Linked DNA regions of Bos taurus: region 1 is linked to region 2. The links are chromatin contacts, called in public Hi-C maps. All regions are on one chromosome and are shown on one strand. Each heading gives the region's core, a stretch centred on a gene start, on an enhancer-like site or on the middle of the called end of the contact. The rest is flanking DNA. Distances are from core to core; before and after follow the strand shown.

Region 1 (7,288 bases), core at 477-2,976, 140 kb before region 2:
GAAGGGTGGAAACACGACTGGACACAAAATATCTTACTGTGTCCACGATGCAACCACAAAATCCCGTTAAACCTGCTAAAATATCATGGGGCCGTTAACAGTGCGCCCGACCTTTTCAGGCTGCCGAACCAGTAGCTTAGCCTAAGAAACACACGTTTCAGATATACTCTGGGTAAGGCTATTAAAACACCACCGTTGGTGGAAATTGTTAGCCGCTCAGTCGCGTCCGACACTTAGCGACCCCAAGGACTGTAGCCCGCCAGGCTCCTCTGTCCATAGGGATTCTCCAGGCAAGAATACTGGAGTAGGTTGCCATTTCCTTCTCCAGGGGATCTTCCCAACCCAGGGATCGAACCTGGGTTGCCTGCATTGCAAGGCAAATTCTTGACCCGTCTGAGCAACCAGGGAAGTACTGAAACACCACCGTTAACTGCCAAAATAGTACTTGATAAGCCATCCAAGCCTACTGCTCTCCCTCTCTCGGCCCAGGAATCGTGGCGCGGACGGGAAAACGAAGCCATCGTGACTAATTCTTGGGCTCCAGGAGGCGGCCCGGGGTGAGTGAAGGCGACTCGGCCCAATCGCCAGCGCCGCAGGGGGCGGGGCGGCAGCCCCGAGGCTTCCAGAAGGGGCCAAAGGCCTCTTGCTCGCTACCTGACACCGGGTTTCCCCGCCGCCAGGCCCCTTAGCGGCGTCAACTTTCCTCCGGCAGAGAGGGGAGGGCCGCGCTGTCCCCACCCTCAGGCACCCGTCCTCCCCCGGCAGCTGTCACAGGAGGCCGGCGCCGGGCCCGCCCCGCTCCATTCATAACCTAAGGCCGCGGCGGTTGCAGCCAGCCGCGCCGCCAGCCCAGGATCCCGAGACGAAGGCGCGGCGCGGCGCCGCTCAGGGCCGGGCGGCGGCACCAGGGCCCCTCGGGGCTGCAGCCCGGCCCCCTCCCCGGAAACAGCAATGCACCACGGGAGCGGGGTGGGGGCCGCCTGCCGCCGGGAGGCGACGCCGAGCCCCGCGGCGGCGAGACCCCCGAGCGCGCCCCCCAGTCCACACACACACACACGCACACGCCCCCTCGCCCCAACCGCGGCCGCTCGGGGCTCGGCTCGGCGGCCACCCGAGGCGCGCCAGCCGCCCCAGCCCGCCGCGCCGCCGCCGAGCCACCGGCCGCCGCCGCCACACACGCCGCCAGCCGCCATGTTCGAGGTGGCCGGCCGCGGGGACGCTGCAGGGGAATGCCGGCCGGTCGGCGGGGCCCAGCCTGAGGCGGCCGACAGCTCCCCGAGGCCGACCCACCCCCCGGCGCCCCGCGCCCCGGCCCCGGCCCAGCCCGCGCCCCTAGGGTCACTACTCACGTGAGATAACGGCCCAAAGAGTCGGGTAAAGCGTCTTCTCTTTTTCGGCGGAATTTTTAAAGAGGGATGTGGTTACCTTGAGCAGAAATACCCAAGGCGGCCTGGGCCATAGGCTGCGGGGACGACGTGGGGGGAAAAGCGCGGCACCGACACCAGCTGTGCAGCAGCGGCGGCGGCGGCCGAGGGAGAGAAATGGAACAACGGCACGGGCAGAGGAAGAAGAAAGGCGAGAGGGCTGGGTGCGGAGAGGATTCGGCCTCGTCACACCGCAGAGCCGGAGAGCGAGAAAGGATGAGAAGAGGCGGAGAAGGCGGAGGAAAAAAAAAAAAGAAAAAAGGAAACACACAGCAACCCAGCGAAGAGCCAGCGAGTGTGGGAAGGCGGCGCCGGCAACGCCAGGCTTTATATCGAGGGGCGGGGCTTGGTGACGTCACAGCCAGCCGCGCGAGCCGGACGGCGCGGGGCCGCGGCGCGGAGAGGAGGGAAGCGGGCGGAAGAGAGAGGGGGCCGGCTCAGGGCGAGCCGAAGGGGGCGGGGCGGGGCGACCCCGCGGTGCAGGTGCCTGTCTCCCCCGCCCCCAGCCCTCGGCCACTTCCCGCCCTCCGCCGCTTCCCCGGCCGGTGGAGGGCCCGCTGCGCGGACGTGGGCGGGCGGGGGAGAAGGGAGGTGACCTGGACAGAGCTCGGCGTCGCCCGCGCCCCCGACGCCCGGGCGCCTGCGCTCACGCCCGAGGCGGGCCGGGGCGCTTTGGGAGCTGGGCCCGGCGGCCGCGGCGCCAAGCGCGGTCCGGGCCCGAAGCTGGCGCGACGCCTGCACTGCTTGGAACCTGCTCTGCCTGGAAGAGGGTGAAAGAGAGGGGCCACCCCCGGAGCTTCCCGCCCCCCTACCTTCTCGAGAGCTCTCCGCTTTGTGCGGCCTCTGTAGGCTACGCCTGGGGACTGCCCTCCCGGGGTGAAGCTTCAGCCCCCGCGGGATGCGGCGCTCCTTTTTTTGGAAGCGAGTTCCTAAGGGCCAAAACGGCTCGGCCCAGTGTTCGGGTGGTTGCAGGGGCTCGTGACCGCGTGGGCATGTCCCCAGTGTTCGCACGTTGCAGTGTGGTGCAGTAGGGATTTTTTTTTTTTAAGGCGTGTGGCTTTTATGTCTTTCTTTTTAGAAGGGTTGAGGCCGGCCGACCCGGTCCTTATTCATGAAGGACCTGTATTGGAGAGGGCATTACCGACGTTACAAGGGCACAGTACTTCAATTCCCTGCGTCTCATTGCGCGGTCATTTTAATTTTACAACTCCAGAGCAAACTTTTTTTTACTGGGGAACCTAGGACGACCTACATGGCTTTTAGTTTATTCTCATGTTTTTAAAATGTCTTCGCGCTCCCCATCAGAAACCCTGAGTCCTCCCGTGCTAATGTCTTGCAACTCAGACGCAACGGCACAAATGAAATATATATTGACACACACTCCAAAATCTTTGCGATAAAGACTGAGACTGTTTTCCACTGGCATTTCCCGACCATCTGTTTACTTTGTAGCACTGTGGTTGCTACAAATCAGATATGAAAGAGAGAGCTTCCCTGGGTAAGAAGGTAGCAATGCTGAATATAGGTTCTGAGGTGAAAGTACTAGGTAAAAACTAGAGGCTGTGGACTCTGTTCCTGATTTCATATTTCCATATTTCACTGTGCTGTCTCTTGGTTTTCTCTTTCATTCCTTAAAAAGTCTTTTCGTTTCAGAACATTTACAAGCACTGCACTTTACTGGACCCCCTGCTGGAGGGAAGAAGGCTAGAAATGAATACACTTGGAATCTTGATAACAGTCTAGCAGGGGAACTAAGACTACATCAAATAACTAAGTAATTGTTGTAAACAGAGAAAATGCTGTGTGGAATCTAGTGAAAGGGGGAAATAACCGCAGCTCAGTGAGAGAAAGGCTACTGGAGAAAGGTAGAGATTTTGAGAGCAGACACTCCAGACATGGGAAATAAGTGACTTTGAGAGCAGATATTCCAGGCAAGGGAACTACTTTAAGAAAAGGCACAGAAATGGGCCAGTTCAAAGAACTGTGAACTAGCTTTCTGGCTCCAACATAGGTACGATTGCAAATGAGATTGAAAAGGACGGTGAGGTGAAATGTAGGGATCATAGCTTGGATTTCATTTCGGTACCGTTTAATTGGGGACATGATATACTCAAAGATTTTTTTTAAGATTTCTCTAGCATCAATGGGATTGAAAATAGAAAGTTTGGAAGAGAGGAGACCATGAAGGCGACTGTTATATAGTTAAGAAAAGCAGGAAATGTGGAATAGAAGAGAGGAAGGCATAGATGAAGGCATAGAGAGAGAAGGGATAATTTTGAATGTTAAGGGAGAGCAAGTGAAGTGAAGCCGCTCCGTCGTGTCTGACTCTTTGCAACCCCACCAACTGTAGCCTGTCAGATTTCTCCATCCATGGGATTTCCCAGGCAAGAATATTGGAGTGGGTTGCCATTTCCTTCTCCAGGGGATCTTCCCGACCCAGGGATCGAACCTGGGTCTCCAGTACTGCAGGCAGACTCTTTACCATCTGAGCTATAAGGAAATCGAAGTGAGAGGAGAAGTTATCAAATGATTTGGGGATATGAAACTAATCAACAGGGAGAATTCTGGAGTCACAAATGGAGAGAGAAATAGAATGTCCCAGTTTGGGGGGGAAGACTATGAGCCTTCTTTGAGCATAGTCCAAGCTGTCGATAGGATATTCATGTAAAAATGGTCCAAAGGCCCCTGAAAACACAGAGATCTGGAGCCCTTTTGGCTGTAAATTTGGGACCCTCTCCTTTAGACATGGTAATTAAGGAAATGTTAAGGTCTAAAGGAACAGGGATCTAAGCACTGGACTTAGAGAAATGACAGAGAGGAGAGAAAGAGGACCAGCCCAAGAGTAGGAGAAGAATCACAATAGTGTGAGGTCAAGCCATTCATGGAGGGTGTTCCAAGATGGAATGAATGATCGGAGTGTCATATTCCTGAAAGGGATTCTTCTGATTTGGGAAAATGGCATGTCATCGGTAAACTCCAAACTCATGTTAAGAAGTTTGGATTCTTAGCCAAAAATGTTTGTCATAAGAGTGAATTGAATTTTAGAAAAGGGGAGAGTGTAAGGGTGAGAAGAAAAGGGACTATATATTTGTGGCAGGGAGAACACTTGGAAAGCTATTATAAGGATCCAGTAGGAGAATGATAAGGGCCTGAAAAGAAGTTATGCATGACCTTTAACTGAATAATTTCAGTGCAGTGAGAGGTACAGACGCATGGCAGAGATTCGAGTCAAGAGAAACTGAGATGAAGTCAGCGAATGTCCACTCTTTCAACTGGACTAAACCCTACTCCATCATTGTTTATACAGTGAAGCAACTCAACAATTTATTATTCAAACTATGTACTCTCACAATTAGTATTTGTGTATTCAAATCTAAATCATACTAGCTTTGATTGCATATAACAGAGCATTAAAAACTACTGCAATGAACTAGACAGCATAGTAACTTTAACAGAATGATAGCTGCCTAATGAGAACAGCGTGTTTAATTGTGTTTCGGGTTTGAGGTTTGGGGTTTTTTGCCAAGTCAGGTTACTCATACACAAATCACAGGTAGTGCCAGAGAAAGTATTATTATTAAATAGAGAGCCTTAAGATAAAATAATACCATTCACACTTAGATCATCCTAGTTTATTGATTCAAACTTGTTTGCTTTTGTGCCAATAGATGTAAAAGACTGAATGAATTAGATCGTTGATAAAGACAAGTCACTCAAAAAACAATGGGTAACCCTAAAATTATCAGCCTATAATAGAAACATCTTGTAGTCACATATGTAAATGTGACAAACAGTCCAATGGTAATTGAGCATGAAAATCATAATTTAATTGGAATGTTTGAAAAGAGCTTAATAAGAATTTTTATTGTGATACCATGCAGGGCCCTGAGGAGCACCTGGGCACAGAGCCTTTCTGTGTCCCTCATTTCTTTGATTATGGAAAACAGCCTTCATTTAGCCTCCATAACCTTGCCTTAGTGTGCAGGAGGCAGATTCAAGCTGTTGTTAATTAAGGAAGGGAGGGGAATGCAAGACCAGGGAGAAATAGTCAAGAGTAGCCTTGGGGCAAGGTCTTATTTTCCCATCAATGGATATGAGTGAGTGAGTGAAAGTCGCTGTCCTGTCTGACTCTTCGAAACCTCATGGACTATAGAGTCCATGGAATTCTCCAGGCCAAAATACTGGAGTGGGTAGCCTCCAGGGGATCTCCCAGGGATCAACCCAGGTCTCTCACATTGCAGTTGGATTCTTTACCAGCTGAGCCACAAGAGAAACCCATCAATGGATATACACAGCAATATCTTCAAGCTATTTTGTAGATACTGAAATCCCTTCCGGGAGGGAGAAGTTACCGATATGTAAACCCCAGACCTGTTGGACTTGAAGGTGGATCATGCCGACTCCTAGTTAGCTCACTGCCAGCCCATCAGAAGAATGTCCACAAGCTGATCATGCTCTCTTTGAATAATTACTATAAAAGTTGTCACTATTTTCCCCAAGTTGGGACACCTAGTTTGGAGGGCATGAGCCCGCTGTGTCCCTCTTTGCCTGGCAAAGCAATTACGCTAACTTTTCTGCTTCACCCAAAACTCTGTCTCTGAGGTTTGATTCAGCACCAGTGTACAGAGAAGCTGAGCTTTTGTCACCAACTGCTAAGATACATTCTTAGAGTACACTTTATTTTATAGAAAACCAAAATATATAGGTTTTGAATAGTTGACACATTCACACTTTTTCAGTTGTCCACCACATCTTTTTGTACACTGATAATCTTCCATGAAAGCAACTTGCTTATCAAGAATCTGGCACTGTGTCTTTTATAGACTAGTAAAAATCCAAAATCACTGCAGATGGTGGCTGCAGCCGTGAAATTAAAAGACACTTGCTCCTGGGAAGAAAAGCTATGACCAACCTAGACAGCATATTAAAAAGCAGAGACATTACTTTGCCAACAAAGGTCCAATAGTCAAAGGTATGGTTTTTCCAGTAGTCACATTTAGATGTGAGAGTTGGGCTATAAAGAAAGCTGAGCGCTCAAGAATTGATGCTTTTGAACTGTGGTGTTGGAGACGACTCTTTAAGAGTCCCTTGGACTGCAAGGAGATCCAACCAGTCCATCTTTAAGGAGATCAGTCCTGAGTGTTCATTGGAAGGACTGATGCTGAAGCTGAAACTCCAATACTTTGGCCACCTGATGCAAAGAACTGACTCATTGGAAAAGATCCTGATGCTGGGAAAGATTGAAGGTGGAGGAGAAGAGGACAACAGAGGATGAGATGGTTGGATGGCATCACCGACTCGATGGACATGAGTTTAAGCAAGCTCTGGGAGTTGGTGATGGACAGGGAAGCCTGGTGAGCTGCAGTCCATGGGGTCTCAAAGAGTTGGACACGACTGAGCGACTGAACTGACTGAACTGAACTGAAAAATGAGTAATTAATCATTTACTTGCTTTGTAAATTTCTTTGGGAAGACAGAGTTCAGATTATGTACCATTCTCTCTTCAAATAGAATTGATATATGCTATCCTTTATTTGCTAAGCATCTGTTGTTATAATCTCTTAAGAGTTGTAATTCCTTTACCTAGGTTGATTTTCACCTCCAATGAGGACTCACTTAATTTGGAAGGAGACTTTATTGTCATGTTTTTGTTTTCTCACAGAATTTAGGGATCAGGTCAGTAGGGTTTTGTGGCATCCCAAAACAGGCATCCTGCATTCCAGCACTGGTATCTTTGATATCACCCAAGTCTTTGTCCTTTGAGTTTCTCCAGCGGCTCAGAAATAAAGAATTCGCCTGCAGTGCAGAAGCCACAGCTTCTATCCCTGGGTTGGGAGGATCCCCTGGAGGAGGGCATGGCAACC
Region 2 (7,197 bases), core at 1,812-4,311:
TCCAAAGCTGTGTTACAGAACCAGTTGTTGGAATTGCCTGAACAGCATCCAAAATTAGTGAAAAGCATTAGGCTGAAGATAGGTTGGTTGGTTGGTTGGTTACTTTTTATTCAGATGTATTACTAAGGCTCTAAGAAATTCTGTGGTGAATTTCTGCATGGACACAACAGCCTGTAAAGGCATAAAATAGGTCAGAAAACCTGGGTCCTATATAATACATACTAATAACAGCAGCCCTTCACAAGGCACTTCCTATGTGCCAGGCACTACACTGCATTTAAGCCTTACAACACCCCTATCACGTATATATTATTGCCACCAGTTTACGGGTGAAGAAGCTGAAATTCACAGGCCTGGGGTCACCCAGCTAGTCAGCAGCAGAGCCACGACTGAAAACCAGATATGTCTATTCCCTTGTCCTAAAAAGCTCTGTGATCTCTAGCTCTTCACCTTCCCTAATATAAAAATACTGAATTAAAAAATAAAAAAGTTTTTGATTTTTTATGCATAGAGAAGATTTGCTTTTTCCTCATAATTTCTTCAAGGGAAAAAGATAAAATGTCTCAATGAAACTAAGTGGGGAAAGTATTTGAAACTAATCACACAATAGGAATCAAAATCAAAAACTGAATTAAAAAGTTCTCTAACATTTCACGCAAAGATGGGCTCGATAAAGGACAGAAATGGTATAGACCTAACAGAAGCAGAAGATATTAAGAAGAGGTGGCAAGAATACACAGAAGAACTGTACAAAAAAGATCTTCATGACCCAGATAATCACGATGGTATGATCACTCACCTAGAGCCAGACATCCTGGAATGTGAAGTCAAGTGGGCCTTAGAAAGTATCACTACGAACAAAGCTAGCGGAGGTGATGGAATTCCAGTGGAGCTATTTCAAATCCTGAAAGATGATGCTGTGAAAGTGCTGCACTCAATATGCCAGCAAATTTGGAAAACTCAGCAGTGGCCACAGGACTGGAAAATGTCAGTTTTCATTCCAATTCCAAAGAAAGGCAATGCCAAAGAATGCTCAAACTACTGCACAATTGCACTTATCTCACATGCTAGTAAAGTAACGCTCAAAATTCTCCAAGCCAGGCTTCAGCAGTACGTGAACCATGAACTTCCTGATGTTCAAGCTGGTTTTAGAAAAGGCAGAGGAACCAGAGATCAAATTGCCAACATCCACTGGATCATCAAAAAAGCAAGCAAGTTCCAGAAAAACATCTATTTCTGCTTTATTGACTATGCCAAAGCCTCTGACTGTGTGGATCACAATAAACTGTGGAAAATTCTTCAAGAGATGGGAATACCAGACCACCTGACCTGCCTCTTAAGAAATCTGTATGCAGGTCAGGAAGCAACAGTTAGAACCGGACATGAAACAACAGACTGGTTCCAAATAGGAAAAGGAGTGTGTCAAGACCATATACTGTCACCCTGCTTTTTTAACTTCTATGCAGAGTACATCATGAGAAACGCTGGGCTGGAAGAAGCACAAGCTGGAATCGAGATTGCCTGGAGAAATATCAGTAACCTCAGATATGCAGATGACACCACCCTTATGGCAGAAACTGAAGAGGAACTAAAAAGCCTCTTGATGAAAGTGAAAGAGGAGAATGAAAAAGTTGGCTTAAAGCTCAGCATTCAGAAAACTAAGATCATGGCATCTGGTCCCATCACTTCATGGGAAATAGATGGGGAAACAGTGGAAACAGTGTCAGACTTTATTTTTGGGGGCTCCAAAATCACTGCAGATGGTGACTGCAGCCATGAAATTAAAAAACGCTTGCTCCTTGGAAGGAAAGTTATGACCAACCTAGATAGCATATTCAAAAGCAGAGACATTACTTTGCCAACAAAGTTCCGTCTAGTCAAGGCTGTAGTTTTTCCAGTGATCATGTATGGATGTTAAAGTTGGACTGTGACGAAGGCTGAGCGCTGAAGAATTGATGCTTTTGAACTGTGGTGTTGGAGAACTCTTGAGAGTCCCTTGGACTGCAAAGAGATCCAACCAGTCCATTCTAAAGGAGATCAGTTCTGGGTGTTCTTTGGAAGGACTGATGCTAAAGCTGAAACTCCAGTACTTTGGCCACCTCATGCGAAGAGTTGACTCATTGGAAAATACTCTGATGCTAGGAGGGATTGAGGGCAGGAGAAGGGGACGACAGAGGATGAGATGGCTGGATAGCATCACCGACTCGATGGATATGAGTTTGGGTGAACTCCGGGAGTTGGTGATGGACAAGGAGGCCTGGCGTGCTGCAATTTCTGCGGTCGCAGAGTCGGACACGACTGAGCGACTGGACTGAACGTTTCTAAACTATGTTCTGAACCAGAATAATACCACCTACCTTCCCAAGCTGATGAAATATGAAATATCAGGAGAGCGGTTTGCTATCTTTTTCTCCCAGAGGACATGATTTCTCCTGTCCGTGCCTCTGCCCTGTAACCTTGTTTGGTTTTCATTTTTATCTACTGTGGTTCCAACTATCCGATGTTTATCACAGGCCTCATAGACGCCCGAACAAGATTACAAGCTTTCTCCTGCAAGGAGTGATTCACGTCGGTAGACAATCCTAAGATAATGAGCACAATGACGAGCGTATAGTAAATGCTCCAAGGACATTTATGGAATTAACTCGAAGTGGACTGGAAGGAAAAGGTGAATCAGAGGCTGAAGGGAACTCTTAAGGATATTACTCAGAAAACCGGGCTGTCCGAAGAAAATCCTGAGTGGAGAAGTCTGAAGGCAAATTCCAAGCCGCAGAAACATGAAAATAAGTGGGGTAACCTTAAGGATGGCAGCGATGAAATTCACAGGTGGCGGGCGGAACTCCAGACGCAGAAACCCCACCCTCCCCGGAAGAGCTCTGCCCGCTCAGACTTCTGGCTCTCCCCCGCTCCCCGGGGAGCCTCCCAGCCCCGCCCCTCTTCCGTGGGCTCGGCCGCGGCGGCTGCGCAGTGGCGCGCGCGTAGGCGGAGCGGCGCACGTAGGCGGGGCGGAGCGCGCCGCGGTCAGCTGACCGTCCCGGCTGGCACGTGACTTGCTCCGTAGGCGCCGCGGTCGAGGAAGCCGTGAGGCCGGAGCTTAGGTCGGGGAGGGGATGGAGCGCTGAGCCGTTAACGCCTGCCAGGCTGTCCGCCTCTCTGCCTGTTACTGCCGGCACGTCCTCGTTTGACACTTCCCTGGGTCAGTGAGCGATGGCTACCTCCCCTCGGAAACCCCGGCCGGGCCGAAGCTCGCGCTGTGGTCGCGGCTTGGGAAGGATGGGGGCGCGCGCGGGGGCCGAGGCTGTGGCGTTGGAGCCGCCGGCTGGGCGGCCGTGTCCAGTTTCTCGGCGCGAGTTTGTCGCCGCCGTGGGCCTGGGTTCTGTCTCTAAGGGGAATGGAAGGAGGGGAAAAGAGAAAGGGCCCTAGGGGCTGTTCTGTGGCAGAGGCAGACATAAACACTGCGGGTCTGAGGCGTTTCTCCTTGGGTTGGGGTAAGGGTCACAGCGAATCCTAGCTCCGGGGGACGAAAGGTAACAGAGTGGCCCAGATGAGGATACGGGGTGGTGTGTGTGAGGTCACAGCGAGCGGGACAGCCTCCCCTGGGCGTACGTGCTTGCGAGTAAGGTGATGGCAGTTTAGAGGGTCTAGGAGACCCTCACCGAGGACGCAGGGTCCCTGTGACAGGGGAAAAAACGGGATTCCAGAGAACTCAGACAGTGTTTGTTGTTGTTGTTGTTGTTGTTTAATTAGAATGGGGGAAGAGTAGGCAAGAAACTCTGAAAAGGAACTGGAGGAGAGAGTCACACCGGCGAATTGAATCACCTGAGAAACGCAGGAGCAAAGGGGAGAAAAGATTAGATTGTGTCTGCATCCCTCACTGAGGGTTATTGTAACTACCCGCCCCCCACCCCCCCCGACCCCCAAACAGCCCTGAAGTACACAGATGTTGGATCATTTGGGGGTTGGGGAGACTCCTTTGTGAAGGAGTTGTGAACAGTTTTGGCCTTCTGAACTTATCCTTTGGTACTGTCAACTACTCCCGAATACCTTTTATTGAACAACAGTCACAGGAATTACGTTTTTTGTTTTTTTTTTAAATTATTGTTTTTTATTGCGCTGGGTCTTTCTTGCTGTGAGCCGGCTTTCTCTAGTTGCCGCGGGGGGATACTCTCTAGCTGTGGTGTGCAGGTTTCTCGAGTTGTGTGCTCTTTTGTGAAGCACAGACTCTAGCGGGCTGGCTCAGTAGTTGTGGTTTAGTTGTCCTGAGGCATGTGGGATCTTCCTGGCCGGGGATCGAACCCATGTCCCCTGCGTTGCGAGGCAGATCCTTCACCACTGGGCCGCCCCGGAAGCCCCTTTCTTGTTTGTTTTGTTCTCACAGGTCTTTGAGAGGAAGTAGATGAAAGTGCCATTCATCGTATAGACCGGGACCTATCTAGATAGACTCTGGGACCTATCTAGATAGACTCTTGGACCTAGAAACAGATCAAATGATGTGTTTTAAGTCTAGCATAACTTCTACTGTCTTCTGACTGCCAATTACCTGCCCAGTACTTAACCACAATCTCTCTAGAGAGAAGGGTGAGTTTCTCCTAGTGCATTCTTACCTTTGATTCAGCACTTTCGGTGAAACTTGAGTAGGACAGCTTCAAAGGGATTCTGCAGCGGTGGTCAGTGCTTTAAAAACCGTTTTTTAGTTAGTTTGGGTGAAGCTGTTCAGTTTACAGTTCAGGTGGAGGAGATAATAAGCAGCAGGGTGGGCAAAAGGTGCTCAGCTTGTCAATCACGGTTCTCTGGCAACCAGCACGTCTCAAATGGTGCCGAAAGAGGGAACCTCGGGTTTATGTCTCAGAACTCCCGGATCTTTTTCTCTTTTGGTGTATCTTTCAGGGACTAGATAAAATCTAAAGAAACAGTACTCGGGATCTGACTAAATGCCGCGAGCTAGATGGTTCGTGTATAGAACTGGGCAGTAAATGATCACTTTTATTTTTTGATGTCAGTCTTCGGAGCCTTATTTACATTAGTTCTCTCTACCTAAAAAGAAACATTTGGGCCTCAAAAGTCTGATTCCCTGATTATTTCCACAACTTTGGAAATAATTGCATTGGCCAAAGAGCAAAGCTGGAATGCCAAAATAAACCTTTGCCAAAGGGTCTCCTTCTGGTCCACAGTCCCTAAGTGATCAGTCTTCCTTTTGAGCTTGAGTCTGCTTAGGGGTAACTACAGTTTGCACCAAATGTGTGTGTGTGTACTCAGTCCTTCAGTCGTGTCTGACTGTCTGTGACCCCATGGAGATACATACCTCTTAGTTGAATTTTGTTCTTGTACGTGTTCTGATCTGTCTGCCAGAGTAAACCTTTTTCACTCTTTGGCTGTGCAACTTTATACCTTTTCATTTACAATCTAATTCATGTTCAGCTCACATTTCACTGATATTTTAAAGACACAGTAAACCATTAGCATGGTGCTCTTGGAAAGACAGCTCAAGCGGTGGAACCAGGCAATCTAAATTCTCTTCACCAGGCAATCTAAATTTTCCTTTCGACATGAGTGATCCTTGGAACTAGAAAATTCAAACTCTGATCTTGATAATGAAGCAAATTTCTGTTCCACAGGTGTAGCAAATCTGCTGTATATTTATTGAGTTCCAAGAGGAGTCCTTAGGGCGGTGGAGGAGAGGTGCTTTGGTTCCATCATAGACCAGAAGATACAACCTTAGCTCTGTATTTGAAAATAAGATGCTAGACAAATGTAAAAATGGTATTTTATAGAAAGAGGATGATGTATCTTTTAAGATATTTTATGCAAACTATCCATGAATAGGAAGTTATTTGTAAATAAAGGTGGTTAATAGGTGGATTGACTTAACCATGACAGTTTTTTGTTGTTGTTGTTAATGGGCTAGCCTATAGTTTAGTGTTTCTTCATGGGTGCTGTTGGCATTGTGGACAGAACTGCCTCTTGTTTGGCCACCAGCCGCTAAATGATGGTAGTGACCCCCACATTGGGACAACCTAAAATGATCCCAGACATTTCGAAACTCCTGAAGGAGAGAGGTACCATTTGGTTGTGCAGCACCCTTTGCGATGGCATCCTTTATCTGTTGAACATATACCTGAGTGCTTCTTAGTGACAGGCCCTCTACTATATGTTGGGGGCATAGAGGTTAAGAGTAGTGTTTTAGTAAACTTGCATGTAAAATGTATGTACTTCATTAACTGCCCTCTCATCTGCAAATAGGGGTGGTGATACCATCTTCCTCGAAGGAATCAAGTATAAAATTGCTTAGCATATTGAGTACTGATCTAACATAGCACATATTTAATAAGTGGTTGTCATTACCAGGAAACAGGATCTCAAGCTTACTTGAGTGATGAAACTTGTTTCAAGTCTTTGGCTTGTTGAATTTCAGGCTAGAATACATCGTCTTAGAGATATTAACACCTTCTGGTGAGAAACATGGTGTTGTGATTCAGTCACTATTATCAGATACCAACCTGAAAGAGAAGGGAAGTAACATTTTGGGAGACAATGAGTGTAGAGTCAGGGAGTTTCCTGGCATGGAAGGAATTGTTTGCTCCCTGGGTCAGTGTTGAGTTGCCTGTGGCAGAGAGGAAGTGTCTGGGCGCTCCGAAGGTTCTGGTGATTCCTTTCAGTAATGGTACAGTGATCTCCTTGCCTGTCTGTGGATTCAACTTGCTTTAGCAGAAATTGCAAGAGATTTTTTTTTTTAACATTGTGTTATGTGTTATTATCTTTCTGGCCTGTTTCTGTTTTTATGATGGCATCTATGCCTAAGTAGGAGAAGGTAATGGCATCCCACTCCAGTACTCTTGCCTGGAAAATCCAATGGACAGAGGAGCCTGGTAGGCTGCAATCCACAGGGTCGCTAAGAGTTGAACATGACTGAGCGATTTCACTTTCACTTTTCACTTTCATGCATTGGAGAAGGAAATGGCAACCCACTCCAGTGTTCTTGCCTTGAGAATCCCAGGGACCAGGGAGTCTTGTGGGCTGCTGTCTATGGGGTCGCACAGAGTCGGACTCGACTGAAGCAGCTTAGCATTAACATGCCTAAGTAAGGCTTGGCTTTTCCAAATGTACTTCTAGCCGGATACAAAGATGTAAAAAAGATGGCTGTTTATAAAATACATCTACTAAAAGTCTTTCACATTTCAGTATATTTATGGCATGAAG

Evidence for each region. Hi-C and Micro-C count contacts between places; a contact is called where the count stands out from the background.
Region 1: a contact with region 2 is called in a Hi-C map of skin fibroblasts, with 6 times the contacts expected there. The contact joins the promoter of AZIN1 here to the promoter of ATP6V1C1 in region 2. A contact is called at or near these places in 2 of 11 Hi-C or Micro-C datasets (liver and skin fibroblasts).

Annotation. Positions count from the first base shown.
Region 1 is chr14:61,580,409-61,587,696 of ARS-UCD2.0, reverse strand. AZIN1 (antizyme inhibitor 1) reads right to left here and starts at 1,726. Exons shown (of 12, transcript NM_001082611.2): 1 at 1,350-1,726.
Region 2 is chr14:61,446,569-61,453,765 of ARS-UCD2.0, reverse strand. ATP6V1C1 (ATPase H+ transporting V1 subunit C1) reads left to right here and starts at 3,061. Exons shown (of 13, transcript NM_176676.1): 1 at 3,061-3,196.